Linked DNA regions of Danio rerio: region 1 is linked to region 2. A link is a contact called in public HiChIP or PLAC-seq data. All regions are on one chromosome and are shown on one strand. Each heading gives the region's core, a stretch centred on a gene start, on an enhancer-like site or on the middle of the called end of the contact. The rest is flanking DNA. Distances are from core to core; before and after follow the strand shown.

The links. HiChIP or PLAC-seq counts read pairs in DNA pulled down with a chosen protein or histone mark.
Region 1: an H3K4me3 HiChIP or PLAC-seq map of gastrula embryo shows a contact between it and region 2, with 4 times the contacts expected there. The contact joins the promoter of plvapb here to the promoter of dda1 in region 2. A contact is called at or near these places in 1 of 18 Hi-C or Micro-C datasets (an unstated tissue) and 2 of 4 datasets of contacts at active chromatin or transcription factors (embryo and gastrula embryo).

The regions. Positions count from the first base shown.
Region 1 is chr11:6,174,293-6,177,554 of GRCz12tu, forward strand. plvapb (plasmalemma vesicle associated protein b) reads right to left here and starts at 1,385. Exons shown (of 5, transcript NM_001030244.3): 1 at 773-1,385; 2 at 141-228; 3 at 1-59. The coding sequence starts at 1,162. All of the region lies in intron 1 of LOC141376513, which reads left to right.
Region 2 is chr11:6,079,061-6,082,308 of GRCz12tu, forward strand. dda1 (DET1 and DDB1 associated 1) reads right to left here and starts at 1,552. Exons shown (of 5, transcript NM_213127.1): 1 at 1,317-1,552. The coding sequence starts at 1,325.

The DNA.
Region 1 (3,262 bases), core at 135-2,634, 95 kb after region 2:
CAGGATCCCATACAATGCCTTCTGCTGGTCCAGTAGAGTATTCAGAGTTTTTACTTCACCTGAGACGAAAAAAGAGGGAGATGCCTACAGGATGGTTTATTCGTGACATTAATTATTCATTGATTGGTTTATAGACTCACCACTCTGATTGGGGTTAGCTGGTGGACACATGAGGGGAGTATTTCGAGTGCTTGAAAGCTTCAATTTAGCATTGGCCTCGCATTGACTCTGTAAAACAGACAATCGAAATCAAACCTTTCATTATTGTTGGGGTTACAATTTTAATATACCTTAAAACACAGGTGTCAAACTCAGTTCCAAAAGGGCCGCAGCTCTGCACAGTTTAGTTCCAACCCTAATTAAACACACCTGATCAAACTAATCGAGTCCTTTAGGCTTGTTTGAAACCTACAGGTAAGTGTGTTGGAGCAGGGTTGGAACTAAACTGTGCAGGGTTGCGGCCCTTCAGGAATTGAGTTTGACACCCCTGCCTTAAAAAATGCCATAATATACCACCAAATGTACAATTTGACGGTAATCACATGAGAATAACTTCAAAATATCTTGGAATAAAATGACGGTTTACACTAAATGAAATCTCAATCGTCACAATTAGGACACAAGAAAGTTTTTTAAAGCCAGTGTACAGTCCAGGAAAGCTATATTGGACATTGGAAACATTCACATTATCGTCTTTCTTGTGTTTCAGGTCTTAACAAGCAAAATCCCAGGTTGTTAATCGAAATACCAAGCAAGCAAATAGAGTACTTACATTCAACCTCTGCCAGTTTTTGCTGCCGGCAATTGATATGTTAAGGTCAGTTTTCAGTTTCGTGATCTCCTTGTCTGCTGCGTCCTTCTCTCCGCTCTTCGTTTTGAGGGCTGTAGCGAGATCGGCTTTCTCCTTTCGCAGTTTGGTGTGGTCTTTGGAGAGCGTGTCGTAGGCCTGCTGTAGGTCTTCCAGCCTCTTCTCCTCGGCGGTCTTCTCTGGCTGTCCGTACACGAGGAAGAGCACCAAGCTGGCGATGATGAGCGACTGGATCAGAGACGAGAAGAAGAACACAATCCTCATGTAGTAGCCGCAGCTTTTCCCCTTTTTCGCCTTGTGGATTTTTTTGGCCTCCAGTCCGAACGTGGCCTGGGAGTAGCTGTTCTTGTACATATCTGCAGTCCAGTTGTGGGAAAGAGATGAACCTTCGGAGGACTTTGATTCTTGGAGCTTGTTGTGAAATGAAGCACCTGGTCAAAAGGTTAGCAAAATACCCCGCAGCACTGTCACACTTGTGGGTAGTCAGATGTAAACACTTCTAGCAGGACACAGGGCGGGATCTGTGTTTATAAACCCAGAGACACACTTCCCGCAGCGTGACTTTTTCCGGGCCCTCCCCAGGAAAGCTCCAGAGGTTACTCCAAGCTGAACCTGTGGAGATCTCCAGAGATAAACAAAGCATTGCTCCTCCCTTACTTTCCCTCATAAATCATCGAACCCTGACAGCCAACTTGGACCACCGTCACACATCTCCACAACACTTACTTCATAAGAGCTTTGCGTTAATAAGTTCTTGGCGTCCATGTGGCTGTTTCTCGATATTTAATAATGTGCTAATGAAATGTGATTTCAGCAGTCAATCTGGGATCGTCTACTTGAGCCAAGGAAAACAATGTTCCTGCAAAGGACAAAAGCATCTCTTCCTGGATCAGATCAGATACATAAACACACATGATCAAAACAGCCCATCTGACACGGTTTCCTGCAGAGCCACAGAGACTATCGGTGGAGTCGGAGGGACAACAATGGTGACCCGTCGTCATCCTCCTCGCAGGAATGAATAACAATCTCTCCCAGAAGTCCAGGAGGCGGCAGCACGTTTGATCCCGAGCTGACGATGACGCTCGCGGCTGACTGCGGTGTCTGGGAGAGTGTGAACAGGGAACACGAAGTAAGTCAGGGGTTTTCCTGCAGGCCATTGTCTCCTGGCCAATCCATCCTCAGCGGAAATAATTTACAGAGGCTTTCTGAAACTGACTAAAACGTTCTCACAAAATCCTGCCACAGATTGCTGATGAGCTTGAAGACAAAAACAGGAAGCTGAATCTGCAAAAGAAGGCAAACTCTGATGACTCTGGGTAAGAAAGATGAGCCGTGGTTATTACAGGACAACGGAAGACGTCAGGTCAGCGTCAAAATTTTGCACACACTTTCATTAGCGCTACCAAGTATTGTTTCGTTTTTTGACAAATTACACCAAAATAGAAGATGCAGTCATTGTGCAATTAATGTAAAGCAAGGCATAACTATAAGAAGTCCAGACACAGCAATATCAGCACCGAAAAACTTTTATAGAGCCCTAACTTTTTCATCATTCCCAAGCTGATGAACAGTACAACTTTGTGAGAAGACTTGCAAAGAACAGGAAGTGTGTGTTCTCTAATCATAGTCCTCTTTAAAGTTATGGCTCTTGGTTTGACAATGTCCAAGAACCAAACAATGTCATCCAGGTTTGAAACATGCAAGTAAATATCGGTAAACAAGAAGTAGTAGTCAAGCTATCGAGTAAAACGAATGTCATGGGTACATGGGTCCATGCAGACAAAAGGTCATAGTGAAAAAACAGGCTCTTCTGTGGCCTTGACGCCAAACAACATAGGGCTTTTTGGAAGCTGTATTTGTAAGTGGTGAGTTTAAAGACTCTTTCTAAGAATTTAGCATCTTATTTAGGTTTTTCTTTCAGCGCTGTTTACCACCAAAACAAAATACTTCTCGGAATTGAGGAGGTTGCAGAGTGAAAAAGGTTAATGATCATTAACACAATAAAGGAGAAAAAAAACATGACCTTAATACTCTTCCGACTATTATCTGTGAGCTTTAGAGCTGCTCAATAGCAGGATACATAATCACGGATTCAAATGAGTTTGTGTGGTCAAAGAATCAAAACAAAGCAATTACCAAACAAACCACGAACAATTAGGTCAAAATCTCTGATGTAAATAAACCAAAGTGACGAACTTTAAAAAAAGAAGAAGAAAAGACTAACGACTGTTCTCTTTTGTTCAGCTGTATGACTGCGACATCTTGTGGACACTTTATTGCATTTTTTTTTATTTTTATTTCTGCCATTTGTAATTCTAAGTTCTGTTTAGCCTTTTAGGCATATATAGCATATTCTTAATGATAACAAAACAAAATTCCAGAAACATGTTGCTGGCATGTCCATATTACTGTGTGTGGTTCTATAGGACCTTGTAATCATTCCTAACAATG
Region 2 (3,248 bases), core at 302-2,801:
CATAAATCCAAATACCTCCTTTCACGCTCTAGAGCAGGGGTTCCCAAACTTTTCAGCCCGCGACCCCCAAAATAACAATGCCAGTGACTCGCGACCCCCAATATCCTCTGAGGTGGTTATAAATACAGAAACCTTGCATGCAATGACGCAGACACACCAATTAAATTTGTGTCAGTGCTTTAAATGTGCCAGAAAGTATAACCTGATGTTATAAAATCAAAACGCATCTGACGCTATTGCTGCCTTTAATATAATGTAATTACCCCAGGGGTTGCAATCCAATAGAACTAGTAACTATAAGCTACTATATTAACTATATAGTATAAAGTAACTATAAACGACTATTTTTATTTTCAGTATAGTTATGGATAAAATATGTTAATTCTTATGGTTTAATAAAAATAAATAGATTTTTGGAAATCACCAGGCGACCCCCCTTCATTGCCCCGCGACCCCTCGGGGGGTCCCGACCCCCACTTTGAGAACCACTGCTCTAGAGATCTACTGACCGATTAGATAAAGATACACCATTACTGTACTATTATCCATGACATAATTGCCCAACCATTACACCCATCATACAGATTTTAAGTAGTCAGAAAAGCATAGAGAAAAGCATGACGCACCAATGACAGAAGGAATCTTAATGACACTTATAATAATGTATAAATAATAAATAACCATCTTAATAATATATCTAAACAAATGAATATGCACCACAAACATTTGCTGAGTGAGTAAACTCAAATCCAGATAGAGGATGGTGCATGTCAACCTTTGGGCGTTGCCAGTCCAGTCCACGAGATGTGAGAAGAATACACGCCTTTTTAATCTTCCATTCAAGACATTTTAAAAACGAGTGATCAATACGACAGGGATAAAATAAATATACACACATATGCAGGTCGTGACTGTTCAACAAAAGCTTAGCCGAGTCTGGCTCACGCTTCTCAGCATGCTAACACGAGCTAACGCAGACATTAGCATAAAAAATGACATGTTTGGGGTTATTTAATGCTCATTCAAACACCAAAATGACTAATGACCATAACATAAAATATTTATATGTCTTTATAAAGACTACAGGTTTGTTTCAGGCTTTTTGTGCTAAGGAAAGTGGCTATGAAGTAGCCATGGGTGTTTGAAGCGGCCTAGCATGCTAACTCAATCACAGAAAGCAGCCTGTCAGCTAAAAATGACAAAAATCTTATAGGATATTTACAATTTAAGATGATATTCGGCGATCAGTCATGTAAAACAGCAGTTATAGTCAAGTGTGACGTGATAAATATTATATTGTGAGTGGAGAAACTTACTTTGTCCATGGTGAAGTCAGTTCAGTCCTGTAAGGTGTGTTTGTGCTCAGACAGGCCTGAAGTCTGACAGAAATCAGAGGATTGAAGCAGAAAGAGCAAACACAACTCAATATGACAATAGTGTGGAGGGACACATACAGATATTTGCGCGAAAACAACGAGAAACTGAAGTAAACAGCAGCTACACGCGACAGTTCAGCAGCTCAGCTCCTGCTAGCGCTCACAGACTGTCAAGCGTGCGTCCCTCTCTGTCTCTCTCTCTCTCTCTCTCTCTCTCTCTCTCTCTCTCTCTCTCTCTCTCTCTCTCTCTATTCAATTCAATTCAATAATTGCTTTATTGTCATTACAAATGTATTGCCAAAGTATTTATAAAGTTTACATAAAAAAGTAACTTACATATACAATAAAAAAACAGGTAGGTTGTAGGAAAAATATGATATTTATATGTAATTAAATTTAAATAATATATTATCTTATTCAATATAGCACATTATTATTTAATATATCATATTATTCAATCTATTATATTAGTCATACAAATCAAGAAAAAAAATAGATCAGAATACACTGTACATTTAACAATCAAAATCTTAGGATAAAACAGCAACTCTCTCTTGGTCTCTCTCACACACACACACACACACACACTCAATAAGCAGCAGTTGATTTTACAACAAACTGCAAAATGAAGTGCAAGAGGTAAGTGGACATTTCTGGACAAAATGCATAAATATTCTTTAAATAAAAAGTATCTAAGACATAATTAAATATGTATAGACTATTTTAGTTTAAAATTAAAATAATTAAACATTTTATTAAAATAAACAGGCATTAGAATGTCATTAAGGAAACAATCAAGTGAATATAGTGAAAAAAATGTCTATGTTAAAAAAGGGCTATGTTAAATTAATACCCAGTATGATTTGATTGGCTGTTTTGATTTGACTCTCATCGGCCACTTTATTAGGTACACCTGTCCAACTGCTCGTTAATGCAAATATCTAATCAGCCAATCACATGGCATCAACTCAATGCATTTAGGCATGTAGACATGGTCAAGAGGATCAGTCGCAGTTTAAACCGAGCATCAGAATGGGGAAGAAAGGTGATTTAAGTGACTTTGAACGTGGCATGGTTGTTGATGCCAGATGGGCTGGTCTGAGTATTTTAGAAACTGTTGATCTACTGGGATTTTCACGCACAACCATCTCTAGGGTTTAAAGAGAATGGTCTGAAAAAGAGAAAATATCCAGTGAGCGGGAGTTCTGTGGGTGCAAATGCCTTGTTGATGCCAGAGGACAAATGAGAATGGCCAGACTGGTTCCAGCTGATAGAAAGGCAACAGTAACTCAAATAACCACTTGTTGCAACAGAGATATACAGAAGAGCATCTCTAAACGCACAACACGTCCAACCTTGAGGCGGATGGGCTACAGCAGCAGAGGATCACACCGGTGCCACACCTCTCAGGAAACTGAGGCTACAATTCGCACAGGCTCACCAAAATTGGACAGTAGAAGATTGCAAAAACATTGCCTGGTCTTGATGAGTCTCATTTTCTGCAGGAGATTCGCATCATGAATGTGCAGCCGAAAAATCGGCAGCAACTGCTTGATGTTATCGTGTCAATATGGAGCAAAATCTCTAAGGAATATTTCCAGTAGCTTGTTGAATCTATGCCACAAAGGATTAAGGCAGTTCTGAAGGCAAAAGGGGTCCAACCTTGTACTAGTAAGTACCTAATAAAGTGGCCGGGGATGGTTTAACAGTTATATCAACAAGACAATAAGTTTGCTTCGCAGCTTCATCAAAAATAAATGCAGTTGTTCATACACATTAAACTGACAAAAAAAGAGCAAGTGAAACAATAAATTTAAATCTGTTTATTATCCCATTTCAATTCTTACAAAAATATGACAAAATAAAAGAAAT